Regions from separate parts of the Macaca mulatta genome. Here region 1 is linked to region 2. Evidence: chromatin contacts called from public Hi-C data. All regions are on one chromosome and are shown on one strand. The core of a region is the stretch at or near the end of the contact, and the rest is flanking DNA. Distances in the headings are between cores, read along the strand shown.

Evidence for each region. A called contact is a pair of places that touch in the nucleus more often than the background predicts.
Region 1: a contact with region 2 is called in a Hi-C map of liver, with 2.3 times the contacts expected there. The contact joins the promoter of CASTOR1 here to the promoter of MTFP1 in region 2. A contact is called at or near these places in 2 of 14 Hi-C or Micro-C datasets (cortical neurons and liver).

The regions. Positions count from the first base shown.
Region 1 is chr10:21,255,042-21,258,484 of T2T-MMU8v2.0, forward strand. CASTOR1 (cytosolic arginine sensor for mTORC1 subunit 1) reads left to right here and starts at 1,404. Exons shown (of 9, transcript XR_013399347.1): 1 at 1,404-1,524; 2 at 2,131-2,201; 3 at 3,371-3,443.
Region 2 is chr10:21,118,956-21,122,269 of T2T-MMU8v2.0, forward strand. It overlaps MTFP1 (mitochondrial fission process 1), which reads right to left and starts at 1,841. Exons shown (of 4, transcript XM_015150151.3): 1 at 1,549-1,841; 2 at 650-777; 3 at 88-320. The coding sequence starts at 1,615. SEC14L2 (SEC14 like lipid binding 2) reads right to left here. Exons shown (of 10, transcript XM_077950072.1): 10 at 2,886-3,314.

The sequences.
Region 1 (3,443 bases), core at 154-2,653, 140 kb after region 2:
ATGGGCTCAGCCTTTGAGAGGCTCCTCCTTCCCCTAGTCCTCCAGGGGATAGGCCAGGATGTGGTGGCTACACAGTGTCCCACAGGAATGTGTCAAGCCCGAGAGTCCAGGGAGGAGGCTTAGCTTGGCTTCCATCTGCCTGTGGTGGGGGCTCCAGAGCAGGCAGAGGGCCTGCTCAGGCCTGCTGGGTCCCAATCAGGCCTGAGGCCTGCTTTAATCTACTTGGTTCAAAGCCTTACATCTGAGGCCTCAGGGTGCTCCCGGCAGACAAGGGTCCCCTGGAGCATTATCGGCCCTGCATGGAGCCAACATGGACATGCTGATGCCTGCTCAGCCTTGGGGTCTTCTTAGACCTGTGGGGGCCTGATAAGATCTGGGGTGTCTGCCAGTGCTGGGGGCCTCCTTGAACCTGAAGCAAGTTTAGATGTGCACAGGCCAGTTAATGGCTGCAGGCTTTGGGGCTCAAGTTTCAGGCTTGAGGTCTGAGTACTCACTGAACCTCAGGTGCATGGGCCTCCCCCACCAAAGTTTGAGCACTGGGCATCACTGGCTCAAGCACTTTTGGGTTTTGTTTGTATCGAGGGACCTCAAGTCTTAGGCCTTGGCCACCTCCAGCCCCCTAACCCAAAGTATGTCGCTCAGGCAGAGGTGGCTAGAATTCTATCTCTGTGTGTCCCTGGCGGGGTGCCTTCTATTTTGAAAGTTGGATGAGAGGAACAAGTGGGGCTACCAGGCCAGGTTTCAACTTGTCAGCCCCCTCGCAAGCGGGGAAGGGTAGGTATCAATCGCAATCTTGTGCTGGCGGCCCTGCCCCCTGCAGCCACCACAGGCAGGAGAGGGAAAGGTGCCCGGCGGCGCTGCAAAGCCGACCTATGCCTCTCATCGCTCCAGGGGTTTGGGGCAGCGTTCTGGTCCCAGTCGAGCTCCAGTTCGTTTCGTGGTCCTTCTGTCTTAAGGACCTCAATCATAAAACCCACGTGTGTGCCAGAAGGACAGAAACGTCCCCTAGCCTCCTGGATGCTCCCACCCGCTGCGCAGCTGGCGTTCCGCGGGAAGGGCGGAGCCCAGGGAGGGGGCGCGTCATGGGCGGGACCTGGAGGAGTCAGACGGGGTGGGGTCTATCCCCGAGCCAGTGCTAAAAAAAGCGGAGGCGTTCGGGGCGGTCTCGGTGTGCTGGAAAGCGGTTCTGGTATTAGGAGGAGGCGTGACCACCCAATAGGCTTCTCTTCCCGCGGGGCGTGGCCGTCAAAGAGCTGGACGCCGCGCCTGGCTGGGCGGGTCAGCCGCGTAGCGGACGGCGTGGACTCGGCCGCGCAGCGGCTCCTTTAAGGCTCGGGCACCACCCCCGCCGCCCCGCCTCCCGCGCGGCCTGGGTCTAGTTCGCGGTGGGGTCGGGTCCGCGCGAGCCGCGATGGAGCTGCACATCCTAGAACACCGGGTGCGGGTGCTGAGCGTCGCCCGTCCGGGTCTCTGGCTCTACACCCACCCGCTCATCAAGCTGCTCTTCCTGCCCCACCGCAGCCGGTGCGCGCCCGGGTTCGGGAGCGCAGATGGGGTCTGGGGGCTCTGCTGTCGCTCCGGGCCAGGGTCGGAGGATTAGGATCGCCGTAAGGCAGGCAGGCAGGCGGGCGGGAGCGGGTGGGGAGGGCTCTCCCGCTCCGGCCGCCATCCGGCCTGGGGGACCACAGCCTATGCGGCCCCGTGAGGCCCCCTCCGAGGGGCAAAGCGCAAACAGCCTGGGATGCGCAATGCTTAACTCAGTGGTGTCAAATGTGGGCATTCCTACCTGATCACTCCGGGGAGCTCCTTCCAGGACACCTCCCTTCAGGTCAGAGGGGCTGGACTAGGGGGTCCAAGGTCCGACGCCCCTAAGGCTGTCGCCGCGGGTGTGAACCTCTCCTCCATCCAGGAGTGGAGGGGTGGAAGGCTCCTGGAGAGGTCGGGAGGCCGGAAAGTAGCCCCCAACCCCGGAGATGGGCCTAACATCCCATTGCCCTGGAAATTAAAGGCCGAGGGGGCAGGAAGGCGCTGGCCCGGGGTCGCGGAGGTGTCTGGGGCAGATGGAGAGACATCCACTCGCAATCCCCAGTTCTCCACACCAAACTGAAGATGCTCCCCACTCCCAACCAGGTGCAAGTTCTTCAGCCTGACGGAGACCCCTGAGGATTACACACTTATGGTGGATGAGGAGGGCTTTAAAGGTGGGGGCTGGTCTGGGGAACGGGAGTACGGGAGGGGCTTGTCGCGCTCCCCTTCTGTAGGGTTCTCACCAGTTGCTGGGATCCATCCCACGACCTTAAGCCTTAAAAGCAGATATGTCAGGGTTCGAATCCTACTCCACCACTCCTTGGCTGTGTGCCCTTGAGCAAATCACTTCCCCTCTCTGAGCTGTTTTCTCTTATGTAAAATGGGTATAGTTCTGGTTCTGAAAAACAGGGTCCCATGAGGGCTTTATAAACTCAAAACCGCTGAAGGGCACTCAGCAGTCTTAGGCCTGCAGGAGGGCCTCTGTTATGATTCCAGGCAAGTGCTGCTGTTAGAAGTCCCTGGGTATGATTTCCTCCTGGTCTTATCTCCCTGGTTTGGGTCACCTCCTCCCCTGCTGGTCTGGGAACTCCAGGAGTCCGAGGGAAGGAATGCAGGAGTAGGCAGCCATCTCAGGGGAGGGTCCTGGAGGCCTCCTGGCTGTGCTGGGGTGAATAGCAGCCACCCAGGCCCTGGCCCCTGCTCAGGACTGGACGCCGGCCTGGGCCCTCCCTGGGCCCTGGAGCTGACGCCTAGCTCCTCCTTCTGCTGCTGGCCCGGCCCATCCTCACAGGCTTGGAGTCTCAGGCGAGCTAGCTGGAGCTTGGCCTGTCCCCCTGCTCCAATGCAGGCCTTAGTTTCCCTGTTTTTACTTCAGGGAAGTCTGGGTCTGCAAAAGGGGAAAAGGCAGTCCCCCAGCCAACCTGATCTGCGAATGCCCCCTGGTGGTGCCCTGTGGTATAAAGCTTCTGCTAACCCACGGAAGACACGGTAGTGAGGTACATATTGTCGTCCCATTTTACAGATGAGGAAACTGAGACTCAAATCATCTGCCCCAGGTCACAAGACAAATTAACAAAGCTGGGATTTGAACCTAGGTCTGTCTGAATCTGAACCTCTGATCTTAAGTGGGAAGTTTCAATGCCACCAGGCCAGCACTTGAAGCCTTTCTCAGTCTTTGCACACATAGGGACTTCAGGAGCAGAACTGGGGGGAGACAGCCCCAGCTTGCAGACCTGCCCTTACCTTGATGGAGCCCTCCAAGGCACAGAGAGGGAAACTGAGGCTCAGAGAGGGGCAGGGGCCAGCCTTGCAAACCCTGACCTGACATGTCCCCTGCCCACAGAGCTGCCCCCATCTGAGTTTCTGCAAGTAGCTGAGGCCACATGGCTGGTGCTGAACGTGTCGTCTCACAGCGG
Region 2 (3,314 bases), core at 591-3,090:
TTCCAGCAAAGTGGGCATGACCCACACTTCGCAGAGGGTAGCTCTACCTGGAGAGTGGATGATCCCTGAGGCCAGGAAGGCACCCACCTGTCAATGGGGTGGATAATGACGGGGATGGTCAACAGCCCAAGCGCAGTGGTGCTCCACTTGCGGACAGCCAGGGGCCAGCGGGTGGCAGTGCCCAGGACATAGAGAGAGGCGGCACACACGCGGTTGATGGTGAAGCCCGGAATGGCCACAGAGGCCAGAGCCTGCCATACAAAGGTGTCCACCACAGCCACGGTCACCCTGGCGCTGCGGCCTGCTTCGGGGCTCGGTACCTGGTGGGCGTAGAGACACTTAATCCAGCTGGGGCAGAGGCAGGAAATCTTGCAACAAGGGGCATGAGGCTAGACCTGGGGGGGGGGCAAGTGGCCAGTGGACTTGTCCACACCCAGGAGTGGGGTACAGTCTGCCACATCCAGGTCTGGGAGTGAGAGTGTGGGGGCGGGGGTACACTGTCCTACAAACAGGACTGTCTGTGGACTGCACTAGGCAAGGTTGTAGGCACCGGAGTGTCCCACAGGGACTTTATCACATGCAAGGCTGCGGACTGAACCACACAGGAAGAGAGCTGGGGTGGGGAGTTGGAAAATAGGCTAACACTCACCTCTCCAGCCTTCTTGCCTTTGTCAATGGCATCCGCCAGCACGTAGGAGCTGGCCACGCCATAGCTCAGCCACACCACCGCCGCTGGCACAAGAGAGCGGAAAGCCTCGCCCACCTCATTGGCATAGCCTGGGGGAGGGAACATTTAATTCCTGGGTTCACGAACTGTTCCACAAGGGGGCGCTGGAGCAGGCTGGTTCTCATCCTAGCCAGCTAAGCAGTCCCTGGGTGACCTTAGGCAAGTGACTTTACCTCTCTGAGCCTGCCTTTCCAAGATGTAAACTGGTGCTATGATGCCCACCTCGGACTCAGGCCACTGAGGGCGGGCTGAGCACAGAGTCACCATTACCATTGCTTGTTGGTTAGATTTCCTGGTCTTGGTCCCAGGAGTAACTGCGCTAATGAGGTGACAGGCACCCAGAGGGGCACAGTGATCGAGGGCAGCGCCACTGACTGGACGCTCGCCAAGTGCCAGGCCTTTCTGCGCTTTATCCCATTCCACCCTCGCAACCACCACTCAATGACAGAGGCCCTCGTGTGCATCTGGTTTGTTTTTGGTTTTGTTTTTTGTTTTTTGCCGAGGAGGAAACTGAGGTTCAGACAGAATCAGTGCGTGTCAGGACCTAAATGGGCGTGGAGATCTCAACTCCACAGCCAGCCAGAGCGCATGCCAGAGCTGGCAGCCCGCTCACCTCATGCGAGCTTCCGCCCTGGGCGGCCCACCAGGGTAGTGTGACCTTGGGCAAGTCCCTAGCCCTATCTGAGCCCAGTCTCCGGCCCAAAAGCAGAATGAGAACTAAGAACCTCCCGCCTCCTCTAGGCCCCGGGCCGGCGTCCGGCGACCCCTGCTTCCCCAGTCCAGTGGTGGTGGGGTCGCCGCGCCAGTCGCCCCGCGCTCACCCAGGTATCGCACCCACGTGTCCCGGTAGAGATCGCGCTCTGCGCCCCGCGGCTGCGGCTCTGACATGACTCTCCCGCCACAGCCTAGGCCACTGTAGCCTGTACTGGCTCCACTGCAGTCTCCGCCGCAGGCACTCTGGTCGGCCCGGCCGGGACCCGCCGAAAGTCCCGCGCCGAAGGACAGTTCAAGAAATCTCCGCCAGCAGGGAGCGTCTGCAAATTCCCCCGCGCACCGAAGCCCCTCTCCCAGGCTAGGGTTTTACAGATTGGTTTTCGTCACGCTTTCTCTGAGCGGTTGCCGCTAACCGCCCCCAGGACTGAGTGTAGGTTTTGGAGCCAAAGAGACAGGAGATCAAATCGGGGGATGCTACACTGCAAAGCTGGTGACCTCGGGCAAGAGTCTGCTTCTCCAGCCGCTCTTTATTCATTTGTAAAAACGAGGGAGGGACACAGACTGGGCCCGTTGGCTCACGTCTGTGATCCCAGCACTTTGGGAGGCCGGAGGCGGGAAGATCGCTTGAATCCAAGGGTTCAAGAACAGCCTGGACAACATAGCGAGACCTCGTCTCTACTTAAAAAAAAAAAAAAAAGTAATATTTAAAATGGGGAACACAATAGTGTCCACTCCCTAGGATGCTTCCGAGGAATTAATTATAAGTCACCATTTATTGAGTTTATTGCCAGTCTGGATGTTCGCTAAAGGGCTCTCCATGGCTTACACCTTAAACCCTCCCACCAGCCTGGGACTCCGTTTTACAGGTGAGAAAATGGAGGCACAGAGAAGGTGGGTCATTTTCCCAGAACACACAGCTGCCAAGTGGTGAAATTGGGATTTGAATCCAAACAGTATGGATCCAGATCCCGTGCTCTTAATGTGAGCTCTAAATGAGGCTAGAGGAGTGAACCGTAAGCGCCTGGAAGGTGGGTGCCTGGACTCTGAAGTGCCTTCTCAGCAGGCGCCATGTATAACTAGGAAGCACTCGCATCTAACTGGATCAGTATGTCCCCAGACTGAGCCTCCTGGGGACAGGGTGTTGAACGAATGAACAAATGAATGAATCGGGCAAGGGAGACAGAGTTGGGGTTAGTGATTACAACAGGAGGAAGCCTTCCCCTGGTGGACCTCAGTTTACCCAGGTGAGCAATGTGTATATTTCACTAAGTCTCTGTGACTCCTTGGCGGGTATAATTGAGCGGCGTTGGAGAAAATCCTGGGTTCAAATCCTAGCTGTGCCGCCTACTGGCTGTTAGCCTCCCTGAGCCCCAGTTCCCACGTCTGCAAAAAATAAGAGTAGCCAACATCGACGAGCACTTACTTATACCAAGCTCTTAAGCGCTTTGCACGGCTTATTTCCTTTAATCTTTGCAACAAACCAAAGTATAATAGTAAGCACAGGGTTACCGGGTATTGCGTGATACCCAGTAGGCCTCATTAAGAATTAGTTCTTATTTTCATCAAAGGTAGGGAAAATGAATAACACTGGCTCCCTATTGTGGCCCCCCGCTTTCAGCCCCAGGCGCCTCTGTCTTGTAGGGCTGTATAGGACAGTCTCGTCAGCAGTTACCTCAAGCGGAACTGGGCTTGTAGGTTGGGGAGGGTAGTTCGTCGGAGAAAAGTTGGTGGCGAACTCAGCGGTCCCCAGCCCCTTGAAACACCGGCAATGCTGGCGTGGAATTATTAGACAGTCCCTAAAACCACGTGATCGCTGCTCCTCCGCCGCCCTCTCACTCTCGGCCCACTGCTAGCCCCGCAGGCGCTCGCCCCG